Linked DNA regions of Mus musculus: all the other regions are linked to region 3. The links are chromatin contacts, called in public Hi-C maps. All regions are on one chromosome and are shown on one strand. The core of a region is the stretch at or near the end of the contact, and the rest is flanking DNA. Distances in the headings are between cores, read along the strand shown. Region 1 overlaps Camk1d (calcium/calmodulin-dependent protein kinase ID). Region 2 overlaps Camk1d (calcium/calmodulin-dependent protein kinase ID). Region 3 holds the start of Camk1d (calcium/calmodulin-dependent protein kinase ID).

What was found. Hi-C and Micro-C count contacts between places; a contact is called where the count stands out from the background.
Region 1: a Hi-C map of uterus shows a contact between it and region 3, with 4 times the contacts expected there. The contact joins the enhancer-like site here to the promoter of Camk1d in region 3. A contact is called at or near these places in 9 of 39 promoter capture datasets (the 3T3-L1 cell line, 3T3-L1-derived adipocytes, the HPC-7 cell line and 6 more), 1 of 15 datasets of contacts at CTCF or cohesin (the NIH/3T3 cell line), 21 of 484 Hi-C or Micro-C datasets (CD4 T cells, the G1E-ER4 cell line, Th2 cells and 9 more), 10 of 115 datasets of contacts at active chromatin or transcription factors (CD4 single positive thymocytes, CD8 T cells, the NIH/3T3 cell line and 7 more) and 1 of 9 other capture datasets (adipose tissue).
Region 2: a Hi-C map of the N1E-115 cell line shows a contact between it and region 3, with 4 times the contacts expected there. The contact joins the enhancer-like site here to the promoter of Camk1d in region 3. A contact is called at or near these places in 8 of 39 promoter capture datasets (the 3T3-L1 cell line, the HPC-7 cell line, cranial neural crest and 5 more), 15 of 484 Hi-C or Micro-C datasets (the AtT-20 cell line, the G1E-ER4 cell line, the N1E-115 cell line and 9 more), 13 of 115 datasets of contacts at active chromatin or transcription factors (CD4 single positive thymocytes, CD8 T cells, bone marrow-derived macrophages and 7 more) and 1 of 9 other capture datasets (adipose tissue).

Annotation. Positions count from the first base shown.
Region 1 is chr2:5,638,469-5,642,630 of GRCm38.p6, reverse strand. The region is part of intron 1 of Camk1d (calcium/calmodulin-dependent protein kinase ID); the gene reads left to right. Among named protein-coding and RNA genes, the nearest start is that of Camk1d, 74 kb to the left of the region's middle. Within about 2 kb of position 2,745, at least 9 of the 459 cell types and tissues checked have an H3K27ac peak or open chromatin away from gene starts, as enhancers often do. A contact at or near this core is called in embryonic stem cells, regulatory T cells and uterus, where this site is marked.
Region 2 is chr2:5,595,844-5,599,971 of GRCm38.p6, reverse strand. All of the region lies in intron 1 of Camk1d (calcium/calmodulin-dependent protein kinase ID), which reads left to right. Among named protein-coding and RNA genes, the nearest start is that of Gm36853, 120 kb to the right of the region's middle. Within about 2 kb of position 2,686, at least 34 of the 459 cell types and tissues checked have an H3K27ac peak or open chromatin away from gene starts, as enhancers often do. A contact at or near this core is called in the N1E-115 cell line, bone marrow-derived macrophages, cerebral cortex and 2 more, where this site is marked.
Region 3 is chr2:5,712,245-5,716,485 of GRCm38.p6, reverse strand. Camk1d (calcium/calmodulin-dependent protein kinase ID) reads left to right here and starts at 1,724. Exons shown (of 11, transcript NM_177343.4): 1 at 1,724-2,340. The coding sequence starts at 2,249.

The sequences.
Region 1 (4,162 bases), core at 1,496-3,995, 75 kb after region 3:
AGCAGTTAGGAGCACTCAGTGCTCTTGCAGAGGACCTGCCTTTGATTCCTAGCACCCATATGGCAGCTCACAGCTGTCTGTAACTCCAGTTCCTGGGAGTCCAATGCACTCTTCCGACCTCGGCAGGCACACACACACACACACACACACACACACACACACACACACACACACAAAAACAGATACACAAATGTGCATGCATACACAGAGGCAAAACACCTACACATGAGAAATAAAAATAAGTCTTAAAAATCCCCCCAAACCTAGAGGCATCTCCTAGGTGGTTCTAGATCCAGTCAAAGTGAGGACCCACTATCACTAGGAGCTCCTTCCCTAGTTTGAAAGCTATATTGTTTGGGATTTTAATTTTCTTACAGAGATCTAAGGTCCTTTACCTTTATCACAAAGGGCACTTTTCCTATGTTTTCCATGCATAAAAAATTTAAGTATGTATGCATGTATAAAATAGCAGGTTTTATTATGCCATTTTATTATATGTTATTGTATGTATGTACGTATGCACATGTGCATGCATGAATCTAGTTAAATCTAGATTCTGCATAGAAGAACAGGCACTATTCTGTCTCCCCCCTCTCCCTTCCTCTTGCCTGTTTGGCTCTTTCGCCTCTCCTTGTATCTCTTCTTCCATTTTCATATCCTCCTTCTGGTTAGAATCTGGAATGCTTCATGAGTGTGCAGGGCCATGCTGGTCTCTGTCGTTCCAATTTTAGTATCTGTGCTGCTGAAGCAAGCGCACAGCTGGTTTAAGGACACAGAGAAACGGAGGCAGCAGAGCCGTGCCTGCTGCCTTCTCAGACTTCTGGGACTTGAGTTGTTTTCTTGTGTACTTACTGCCCATGGCTCTAATCCAATATGATGAGTATGACTGCCTAAGGGTAGCATAAGGAAAGGGCCTTTGAATTGTACTTTATGACAGATAAATCCTGGGGCTCCTGCATGTTTTGAGATTTGTGACCAAGTTGGCAGACTGTGCAGGCACACAGCAACTCCGGTGTATTGGTGGTGACAGCCCATCCTCTTTTGTCCAGATGGGAGCTGCTGAGTTAACGATGGTGTATCTCAGGTTCAGATAACAGTAGCTTTTCTCCCCAGCATTATCCAGACCATGAATGCCTTTGCCTGGCTAATTTGGATGATTTTGGATTTGGTTTCTGTGGTGCCAAAAATCAAAGAAAATATCTTGAATGCTAGGTATCTGCGGTGAGCGCAGTCTGCTGCTGCTGTCCAGGTAGCTTTGGTTTTTGTTCAGCATGCCTGGCATCTTCTGTTACAGTGACCTGTCCTGTCTTGTTTGGCATTACCCAGATGGTTGGGATGTATCTTTCAGGGAGGGGCAAATGTACCCTCCTCACGTCTTCATCCTCCAGTGTCTTCGTGCAGCTGTAGCCTAAGCTCCTGTGGGGACTTTTCAGTGTACTGACCGTTATCTAATCCAATGGGCACTTGAGTGATGGTGTCTGTAGGCAATTCTACATTTCCATTTCTACCTGTCCCTTCCTGAGCTATAGCCCTTCTGCACACTTCCCTGGACATTTCTAGGTAACCATGCCGATGTTATCTCAAAGAGATCTCTTCATCCTTGGCTTCTCCATCCCAGTGTGATTGTCTCCTAAGTCCCCCATCTCTGAACAGCCTCACCGTCTCCTCCAGCTGCTGGAGTCTGAAAGCTAGTAAATATTCTGGCTCCCACCTGTTCTGTTTTTTTTAAATGGAATTAATTATTTTGGTTTTAATAGTGTGTGTATGTGTGTGGGGTGGTGGTGTGGTGTGTGGGGTGGTGTGTGTGGTGAATGTGTGTGTGTGTGTGTGGAAGGCAGAGGTTGGTGTTGCGTGTCTTTGTTACCCCTCACCTCCTTAGTCCTTGGGGTGGGGTCTCTTACTGGGTAAGAAGCTCATCAGACCACCTAGGTGGACTTGACAATGAGCTTCCGGGTTGTCCGTCTCTGACCCGCCCAGCACTGGAGTCACATGCATGCTACCACACTGCCTTTTTAAGTGGTTGCTTGGGATCCAAGCTGGGGTCCTTATGCTCCCAGGACAGTCACTTCCCCAGCCCCTGCCCCTCCGTCTTTGACTTCCTTCCATCCAGGAAGCTTGCTTTCTTACCCAACACTAGGTAAGGCTTCCTTCCCCCTTGTCTCCCAGCTCTCTACTCAGCTCTGTGTGCCTTTTAATCACGGTTAATTCCTTACTTGTTTTTCTACCCAACTAGATTCTAATCTGAAGACAAACACAATGCCTTGGTCGCTGGGTTCTGAGGGTAATTTAGTGCTTTTGGAATCTTAGATGCTTGATAAAGATTTATTGGACAAACGGGAATGGATAAAGAGACATCGTGGTGTATATACACAGTGGGACTATAAAATTCCCATCCTGCTATTAAATAATTGGAGCTTGCTGTGCTTATTCCAGCAAGCAGCCCACTGCCAGGTACACGTCACCTTTTAAACATTAGCCAGCTCTAGCTGGTTCTAGTATTATTTTACTATTTTCTCTGCACACTGTTCACAATTAGCTATTATTATTTGAGCACTGCAATGAATTCTCCTTAATAAAACATCTTCAAAGCATGGAATAGTTAGGTCTGACATGGAATCGAGCCTGGCTCCAAGAAAGTACCTCCCCTTGCTTAGGGCTTCCTTGTTGAGGGTGCTGTGATCTCACTGTGGAGGTTTGCTGAGGACAGCTCAGTTTCTGGTGTTACAGGAGGCTCAGGAGGAAACTGAACTGGTGGTGCTAGGTCAGGTGAAGTGACTGATGGAGGAGTAGGTTACAGAGCCAGAGATAAGTGCTGTAGATGAATCAGAAATGTGTCTCATCTGTTCATATTTTGCATGTTGATTTCCTAGATAGTGTCACTGCTTTGTGTGTGTGGGTGTGTGTTATAGAACCTTTAGGAGGTGGGGCCTAGTTGTCAGAAGTAGATCTCTAGGGTTTGACCTTTGAACTTTATAGTCTGTCCCAGGTTCCTGACATCCCCTGCTTCCTGCCTGATCTGCAGTGATGGGAAGAGCCCCTACTATATGGCCAGGAGGCTATAGCCCGAATCCTTCCATCATGCCTCCCTACTGTGCTGGGTGCCTAAACTAACGTGCCCACCAGTTGTTGTGTGGGTGTTTTGTTACAGCAATGCAAAATAGACTAATACAATAGAGCTAAAGGAGCTGGCCAGAGTTACCCAGCTGCCCAAAGACTAGGACCACCTCCAGGCCCATAGCGTCAGGGAGGAACCTGGGAAGCTCTCTAGCTGAGGCAGAATGGTTTTCCAGAGGGAGTAGGGTAGGGACAGGTGTTGCTGGACCCATGCACTAAAGCAAAGACCACTCAGGGAAGGCCACTTCATCTTTCTCCTCTTGTTCACTGCTCTTTAGAAACCCTCCCATTGGCTGTCTCAAAGCCAGAGAAACCAGCACAATACCATCTGCCAGGCTTGATCTCCCAAGATAGGATGGATGGTGGAAGACAGATCTAAGAGGGTGGCGATTAACTGGTGTGGTATCCCATTAGTATGTATAGTTAATTAGCATGTATAGTTCATATGTACAATTAATATGACCCATGCAATTTACATGTCAGTTAAAAAACAAATTTTATAAAAATGAAGAGTAATGTCTTAGCACTGTGGTGGTGTGGCTCCTCTTCTGTCCTACATCCTATCCTGTTTGCTTCCTTTTCCTTTCCTTTTTCCTCTCCTCTTCCTCATCCTTCTCCTCCTCTTTCTCCTCCTTCTCCTCCTTCTCCTCCTTCTCCTTCTTCTCCTCCTCCTCTTTCTCCTCTTTCTCCTTTTGCTCCTTTTTCTTCCAGCCTTATAAATTCCTTTACTTCATTTTCATCACTTGATATAATGATGAAGACACACACATGAACTTTCTCTGTCTTACAATTGTCTCTCAGATAGTTGACTTCAGTTGTCTCTCAGATAAGAGCCTACCTGTCTTAGTTAGGGTTTCCATTGCTGTGAAGAGACAACTCTTCTAAAAGAAAACACTTCACTGGGGCAGGCTTACAGTGTGCAAGCTTGGCGGTATCCAGGCAGACATGGTGCTGGAGAAGCTGCTGTTCTACATCAGATCTGAAGGCAGCCAGATGGAGACTGTCGTTTTCAGGCAGCCAGGAAGAGGGTCTCTTCCACACTGGGTGA
Region 2 (4,128 bases), core at 1,437-3,936, 120 kb after region 3:
CTTGCTTTGCTGATGAGAGCTCTGATCAGTACAAAGAAGAAGAAATGGAGCCATTGTTAAGTACCACCCCTGCAATCACTTCCCCTCAGACTGCTTCAGAGAGGCCCCACAGCAATCTATGTGACTAGCAGGAAATTTCATTTTACGACTCAGGAGAGGGAAGCTCCCAAAGGCAACCACGAACCTCGAAATACTCTGTTGTATAGAATATATGCTCCATCCAAAATGCATTTTTAAAAAGTTTGAAGAAGTCCATAGTGCTGGCTGTTTATCATCATCATTATTATTATCTAGTGTCTACAGAAGTAGTTTTTTCCTATAGGTGGTGACTTCTACACCTCACTAGGGCATCTTGTACTCCAGGTAAATCTCCCATGAACTTGGTATCAAACTTCATGGCCCCCTGACTGACTCCAAGTCCCCCGTCCGTTCTGTGACTCCACACAGCTTCTCAACTTCCATCCCTTCTGTTCACTAAGCAAAGAGAGAAAGCACAAGAAAGATGAAAATGTGCTCAGCCTAACCTGTGTGGGCACTAGTGACTCCCGATTATATTAGCTGTGATTTTTTTTCTCTCTCTCCAGCAAATAGTGCTCTGGGGTAGAAATTATTCACTCTCTAAAATTTAACTGAGCTCATTATATCCAAAGCAATGTGCACTGGCTTAGACCCCCAGATAGTGCGGTGATTCAGAAGTTTTTGCGTGTTGTTTGTAATGTTTATCAAGAGCAGGGAGGATTTTTGTGTGCGCTCAAGTCTGGGTCCCATGCTCAGGGCTCCTGTAAAGCCTTGCCATGCCCTTTGCTTCACATGTACCCACTCATGCATGTACTCATGTCATGTATTCACACCGTGTGCAGTCTTGTCCTGGTGGTGCTTAGAAGAATTAGAATCTGTTAGTCTAGTGTTCATATGATATGTAAAGACAGACATGAGTATATCCTAGGGCTTGTTAATTGGGGGGTGCTCTCCCCATGGCATGTGGTAACATTTGAGGGGCATTTGGTAGTTGTATGTGCTGTTACTTGTGTAAGTGGGTAGTCATCAAGAGCACTGCTAGATCCTAGTGCACAGAACTGGCATCCTCCCCCACAGTGTTATCCAACCCAGCCAGTGGTGCTAAGGTTGAGAAGCCTTGTTGCATGCCAAGGATGTGTTGCCCAAAGCTATAAGATCTTACTAGCACAGCGGGTGACAGTTGCTAAGTGATACCATGCTAGGTCCTGGTGGGTGCCTGGGTGCTCTGAGAGAGTGGAGGAGGGTGATGGAGGATGAGTGGGTGCCATCACAGATGTGGGAAGAGTTGAGGGGATGCTGGAGCAACCACGAGGCACCGCGTGACCAGCATGAGGCTGGGAGTTGGGAGCCAGTATAGAGGAACAGAATGGTGAGTGTGCCCTGCAGTGGAGCCGAAGGCTGTGCTTGGAAAAGTGGAGATGCTGAACTGTAAATAAAGAGGGTGCATGGTTGACTCTGGGGCAGAGGAAGGCCAGGGTGGGCAGTGTTTTAGGAAGAGTTGCCCTTGGTGGTAGCAGGATTGGTTGGAGAAAGGCTAGTCTGTAATACTGAGACTCCAGGCAGGTGAAAGGAACTTGTCATGGTGTCAACTTATGCCTGAAGGACAGAGACACTGCCAGTTACTAGCCTGTTCCTCAGTTTACCTGTATGTAGATTGGGGGCCAAGAGATGAAATGTTTGGCTTTTAAACCTAGCTGAAGTGATGACAAGGCCCAGGGAACAGAAGGTGACCTTTATGTAGTAGTATTGAGAGTGTACCATGTCCTCCCATGTCCCACAGGCAAGAGCTGTCCTCAATCTCTGAGTTACAAAGGAGGAATGGAAGCCTAAGGTCCCCTGAAGCAGCAGAGGCAGGCCTCACTCTGGGGACTTTGTCACCAGAGTACAAACTCCTAAGCTCAAAGCTCATGTGATAAATGTGAGGCCTTGTAGCCTGCCCAGGTGCTGACCTGGGGTGTGGCCAGAAAGAGTGACTCCAGCAGCATCCGAAAAAAGGCAGGCTTAGGATGTGGCTCCATGACTCCGTGGCTTCGTGGCTCTGGGCCCAGACTTAGAGTTTTGTGGCATCAGAGATCCTGTTCATTTCTGTGGCAACATTTTCAGTCTTTCCCCTTTGGAGTCCATCTTCCCTTCAGAGAGGAACTGGGTGCCAGCTCAGGGTTCCTTAAGACCAGCATTGATGCATTTCCCCCCTTAGTACATGTTTAATCATATTGCACTGTTGTCCACCCAGTGAATTGTGTGTGTACGTGTGCTCACACATGCATGTGTATATACATGTGAATGTATACATGTATGTGTATATGTATTATGTGCTCATACGTACACCTACATGAATACATACATGTAAGTACATATGTATATATGAATATATGTACATAAGGGTGTATATATCTTTATATGTACATATGTGGTTTTGTGTGCGTAGACACACATAGACACACACAGACACACACATGTATACACACACACACACACACACACACACACACACACACACACACCCGTGCCTTCTCTATTTACTGCTGGGAGTTCAGAAAGAGCACTTGCTTTTCTTTCTGCCTCCTGCAGCCAGGGGCTGTATATAATGTATTTAAATATATTCAATGAGATGCATGAAACAAACAAAAAAAAGCCCCTCCTGGAAGCTGGATTTACACCTGAGTACAGGTTCCCTGTTGGCATGTGTCACAGCTGTCTGGCAGCCTGGCTACTTTTATCAAGGGAGGAGAAAGCAGGTAAGGAGAGGAGGGAAGGGGGCACACAAGTGAGCAAGGATGTGGAAGCAGAGTGGGCTGGTGGGAGAATGGGTGGGAACATCAGCAAGCAGAGATCCGAGCCCTTCGCTCGCAGGCTCCACCGTGTGAATAAATACATGTCATGCAGAGCTAACCGAGTGTGCTGCTTCCTCAGCCGCCTCTGCTTCCCTTCTTCCTGTTACTGCCGGGCCGGCCATGCAGAATTAGGATGTGGGCTTCAGTAGTACAGAGCAGAAGGTGGACGATCACGTTTGAATATTGCTTTGACTCCGCAGGCAGAGTGCTTGCTAGAAAGCGTGAGGACCTGACTTTGGATCCCCAGCACCCAGCTAAACCACTGAATGTGACAGTCTATGTCTTTACCTCGGGCAGTGAGAGCCAGGGACAGTTGGATCCCAGGGCCTGCTAGCCAGCAGGTCTAGCGGAATTCTGGGGCTTCAGGTTCAGTGAGAAATACTCCTTAAAAAAATAATGTGAAGAGTGATTGAAGGAGACTCCTAACACACACACACACACACACACACACACACACACACACACACACAGAGGTTGGGGGAGGGGTTAAAGAACATTTTTTTCTTGCTCTCCTGCTGTATGGCAATGTTACAGTGATAATCTGAATTCTTAGGGCAGAGACTATAGTATAATGGGCTCTAGGATCATGGGCTTTATTCAAGGAGAGTTAACATTGCTTCTGAGGACATTCGGCTGGTAGGACATGGATGTATGTTAGAGATCTTACAGCTTCAATAGCCCCACAAGGCTTGTGCTTTCCTGTACTTGCTGAGGCATGTGTGTGTGTGTGTGTGTGTGTGTGTGTGTGTGTGTATGTGTCTAACAGTAACAGATGTGCTAGTTGCTTGTAGTGAGTGGCCTGCTCTAGGGGTGTGTGCACATACAAAGCTTCAAAATATCTGTCTGTCTGTCAGCATTAATCCTGCTTTGCAATTTTTAAGATCATGAATCTATAGTGTATAACACTAAGGCTTAGCAACTTCTCAGTGTTACCTGTACCATCATCCCTGTTACTTCTGTCTCTGACACTTCACTTCTTAGAGGAGACTTTTCCTACAGTCTATAGAGCAAGATCTCTATGTTCATTGCAAGCAATGCCCATCCCTTCCTGCTTGCTCAGCAGGGTTGTACAGCAGAGAATGACTAAGAGGAGAAGCAGATGGGCCAGTTGTAGTGTCTGGTTTATGAGAATTTAATTATGCCTCTCATGACAAAGCTAGATCTTGGCTGTGTGGCGTTATCGCCGCTTGCTCTTTATCAAGGCCAAGATGACATCTTCTATTATGCACAGAAGCAAAGAAACACAATGCAGGGCAAAGCAGGGCCAAGCAGGGCC
Region 3 (4,241 bases), core at 475-2,974:
CTGTGGTATTGGTGATGTAAACAGACCTACGATGGTGTGCTTTGCCTAGAAATACTGTAGATATCATTCCTTAGGTAGACAATGCTTGATAGTAAATGACTCTTACTGAATTATCTATTTAGTGGGTTGGACTTTTTTTTTTTTTTTTAGATTATGTTTCTTCTGCTTGTGAAAGAAAACTTGACTGTAAGTCAGTTTGCTATATTATGCCGGCAGTACCCTCTTGTATCTTGTATTTACCGTGCCTCTCGATTGCATCATTTTGTCTTGTGCTTGATTTAATTTCATGTTTTGTTCATTATGGCTCTAGGAGCAATAGGCTGTTTCTCCCCAACCTCCAAGCCCGTGAGCGTGTGTATCCCACAGGCTGGGTGTGTGCAGCATCCAGGTCTGTGTAAATACACTTAACATGATGATCATATGACTCGGTTGTCACACTCCTAAACAACCAATGGTTATAACCCTCTTCTCTGCTGTTCTCAGCTTCAAGAGCTTAGGACTAAGGGCCAAAGAAACGTGGAAAACAGCACTGAGAATCTAGGGATAGGTAGATTTTTCTTCTAACCTCCTTGGGAGTCCACAAAGGGCTCCAAGGCAGAGCCTCTGGCCAGTCTGAACCAATGGGGAGGTGTTGGGGGGGGGGGATTTCTTTTTCTGAAAGCAGATTCACACCTCCTCCTCCTCCCCCCTCTCAAATTGGAACAGTCCTGGGAAAATGGGACAGGTGTCCCCAGTTAAGAGACAGGGCTGTTTACTCAATTCAGCCGAACAGCTCTAAGGGAGAGGAAGTCTTGCTACAAAGAAAACTTAACATTTCCTATCATGAGGTAGTAGTCCCTGCCAGTTGAACCAAAGGACCAACTGGAAACGCTGCCTACTGTCCTCTAACAGGTGAATACCAGGTGAGAGTGGGCAGGTCAAAGTTCACTCTGGAGACCAGAGGCCTGAGGAAAATGTATCTCTGCTTCTACCTTAACCTTCTAAGTAAGCCACTTGCGGGGTATGCTGATGGGGGAAGGCGCTAGAGAGAGGCGTCTTTCCATTGAATCGGTGTAATTTGGCCACGGCCTCAGAGCATCAGGAGTAAAGTGAGAAAGAGGAAATCAGAAGGGTTCAAACACTAGTCAGTCCAGTCACTCCAGTTCTGGGCCAGGCCAGCCACCATGTCCCGCATCCACCCATCACTTGGCCGCCAAATAACCCCTGGAGTTTTACTCCGGAAGGGACCACCAGGCGGTGATTGGCTCGTCTTGGGCGTGCCTGTCCGATACATCCCGAGGTTTCCTTTAGCTGCTCCAAAACTGACGTGAAGCAGATTTTGGTGCAATGCGAATTAGCTCCAGCAGCGGAGTCCGGAGGTGACTGCCGAGCTCCGGGAGCGCCTGCTGGGGCAAAGCTGCGGCCAGGAGTCAACGCCCGCCTGCCGATGGCTCCATCCAGGCCGCCGCCCATTGCCTTGACAACAAGCCCCCACCCGCCCTCCTGCACAGCAGGCTTGGGTCACCGGCTCTTGGGTATGCGAAGGCGCCCCGCCCTGGGCGCCCCGCAACCGTGAGCCGCGCAACCCCACCTTGCCGAGAGCTTCCGAGCGCCAAGCAGAGGCGCCCCCTCCTGCTCGAAGAGGGAAAGCCCGGGCGCCCCCAGCATTGACTTCATAATAAAGCTCCCTAAAGGCTAGGGCTCCCCCGCGCGTTCCGGCGCCCTGCACCTGCTGGGTTCTCCCACCCGCCCTCGCCCGGGGACCCAGGGTGCGCGGACGGCCTGGGAGCGTGCGTGGCTCCGTGGTCAAGTGCTGCATCCCGGCGCCCAAGCACGGAGCTCCTGGGGAGGGGAGGGGGAGCGGGACATCCCCGAAGGCCGCCTCGCGGGAGGCGGGGAGGCTGCCGGGTGCACTGGGAGGGCGGGGAGCCCGCGGGAGGAGGCGGGCTGGGGGAGTGGGGCGGGCGGCGGGGAGGGAGCAGGAGCCAGGCAAGAAAGTAGCAGAAAGTGAGGCTGGCAGGCGGCGGCAGAGGCAGGAAGTCTTTGCCGGAGAGCAGTAGAAATTAGAGCCAGGGAGGGACCGCGGCGGCAGCAGCCAAGGCGAAAGAGGAAACTGCCGAAGAGGAAGCTCTGCGGCAGCCCGAGCCTCCCTGCGCTCCGCATCCTCCCGCTCCGCATCCCGGCGCCGGGCATCCCCCGGAGCCCGCGCCGCGCCTCCGGCGCCCCTTCCCCAGCGCAACCCTCGGCCGCCCTACAGCATTAGTCTGCCATGGCCCGGGAGAACGGCGAGAGCAGCTCCTCCTGGAAAAAGCAAGCAGAAGACATTAAGAAGATCTTCGAGTTCAAGGAGACCCTCGGAACGTAAGTGGGTGCTGGGGACCAGCGGGTGGAAGTAGCATCGGTGGCGGCAGCAGCGTCGGCTGCTCCTGCTGCTACCGTCGCCACCGCCACCGCGGCAGAAACTGGCTGGTCGATGCGTCCTCATTGTCCCATAGTCCGCTCTTATGGAGACCCTCCGCGAGTCCACCGCGTGGGTCTGCGCCCACGGTTGACACCTCTCCTGGGCGGGGGAGGGGAGCGCAGGGCGCGCAGAGAACAGCCCACGCGGGCGGGCGACTTTCCTTTTCCCTTGCCACCACCGCCCTCCACTGATTTTCTCCCCACGCGTGACTGTGGGCTGAGCATGGTGGATCTCGCTGATCGCTGGCTGTGTGCACTTACTCATCGTGTGTATGGGCGCACTGGGCCGACGAAAGTGGTCACGAGGAAATTCAGCTTTTGGTCCTACCCTTACATCATATATTCCTATGGAATTGACATATGCACGTACTAGGTGTAGACAAGACTTTGGCTGGCCTCAGGATGATGGGAGGGAAGAATTTCGCAGTATTCAGAGTGACATGTGGTCAGAGCTTCATCTGTGTGTACATCTCACCATAGGGTCAGATGCCCGGCGCTGGGGTTCATGTCCGGGTGGGAGGAGGATCAGTGAGTCTTTAGGGGCGGTTCTCTCCGGGGCTCATGCTTGATGGTTACATCTCCAGAAAGCAGAAATAATCAAAAGTGTGTGTCATCAGAGCTCTGAACATGTGCCACTCAGTACAGCTGCAGTTCCCTTCCTGCGCATGAGTTGGCTTTGTTTTGTTTTGAAGCGCCTCAGATAGGTACAGGGGCTGTGAAAGAATTCAGCGCCGCGGAAAGAGTCTGAAGTTCAAGTTATTTTCTTCCACCACTTGATCGGTTTCTGGTTTTGATCGGTATCTGTACATGAAGATACAGTCTCACACGTGCTCCGTAAAATGAACCTTTTGCTGGGGTTTAGGAGGGTGCTGATGACTCGGAGAAAAGGAGGTGGTGATTCCCGGGTGTATCTGTGTTTCTGGGCGCTTATCTCTCCTCCTGCCCTCTCGGCCTTCTTATTTCTGGGCTTGGTTTGCTTTTCCAGGACCTCAGTTTTCAAGCCTGCTCGAAGTGCAGAGTCCCACAGCTAAATATTGGTAATTATTTCCCTCCACCCCTCCTGTACCCCATCTGCAGTGTGTCCCCCAGAGACAAGTCGGAGGGTGGCCTTGTCAGCTGTGCTCCCAGATCCCTGGGACAGACCTGTGCAGTGTGCTGAAGCTCTCAGTAGGGTCACCCTGCTGTGCCTGCTGGGCACCAGGGAAGGCATCTCTGTGCACGTACTTGCTGTTTTGTGGAAATAAAACAAGAGGGCTCTTAGCTTTTTAGTACAGGGGGTGGGGGTGGGGGTGGGGTTCCTGGCTAAGAGATTACTTCTGGTCCAAACTTTTAAAATTTGTCATTGAGGTTTGAGGTTGTGCATCTGAGCCGCACAAGTTAACAGGAAAACAGAAGTGTTTATCAGTCAGGCAGGGACTTGGCATATGGCTGCAGGTGAGGGGATGGCAGATTGAGGAACACCCTAAGGTGTGAACCCCTTACGTGTCTTTTGCCGGCCTGAAGGGCCCCTTTGCCTGCAGCCTTAAGGCAGGTGGCTACAATCTCTCTGTATAGACTCTCCTCATTGGCAAAGCCCCAGCACTGTACCTGCACTTCTGCAGTGGCCAGGCTGCTGAGCTCAAGGAGCCGGCTTTGAACAGACTGTGCTGGGTAACACGCTGCTTGGTTTGACTCCTGGAAAGGATGGAGTTTTGCCTCCGTGTTGACTTGAGCGCAGGCAGAACAACTTCGTGGACTTGAGCTGTCTTCTAGGGTACCATTTGTCTGAAAAGAGTTCAGAAACCCCCTGGTGTGATGCTGGC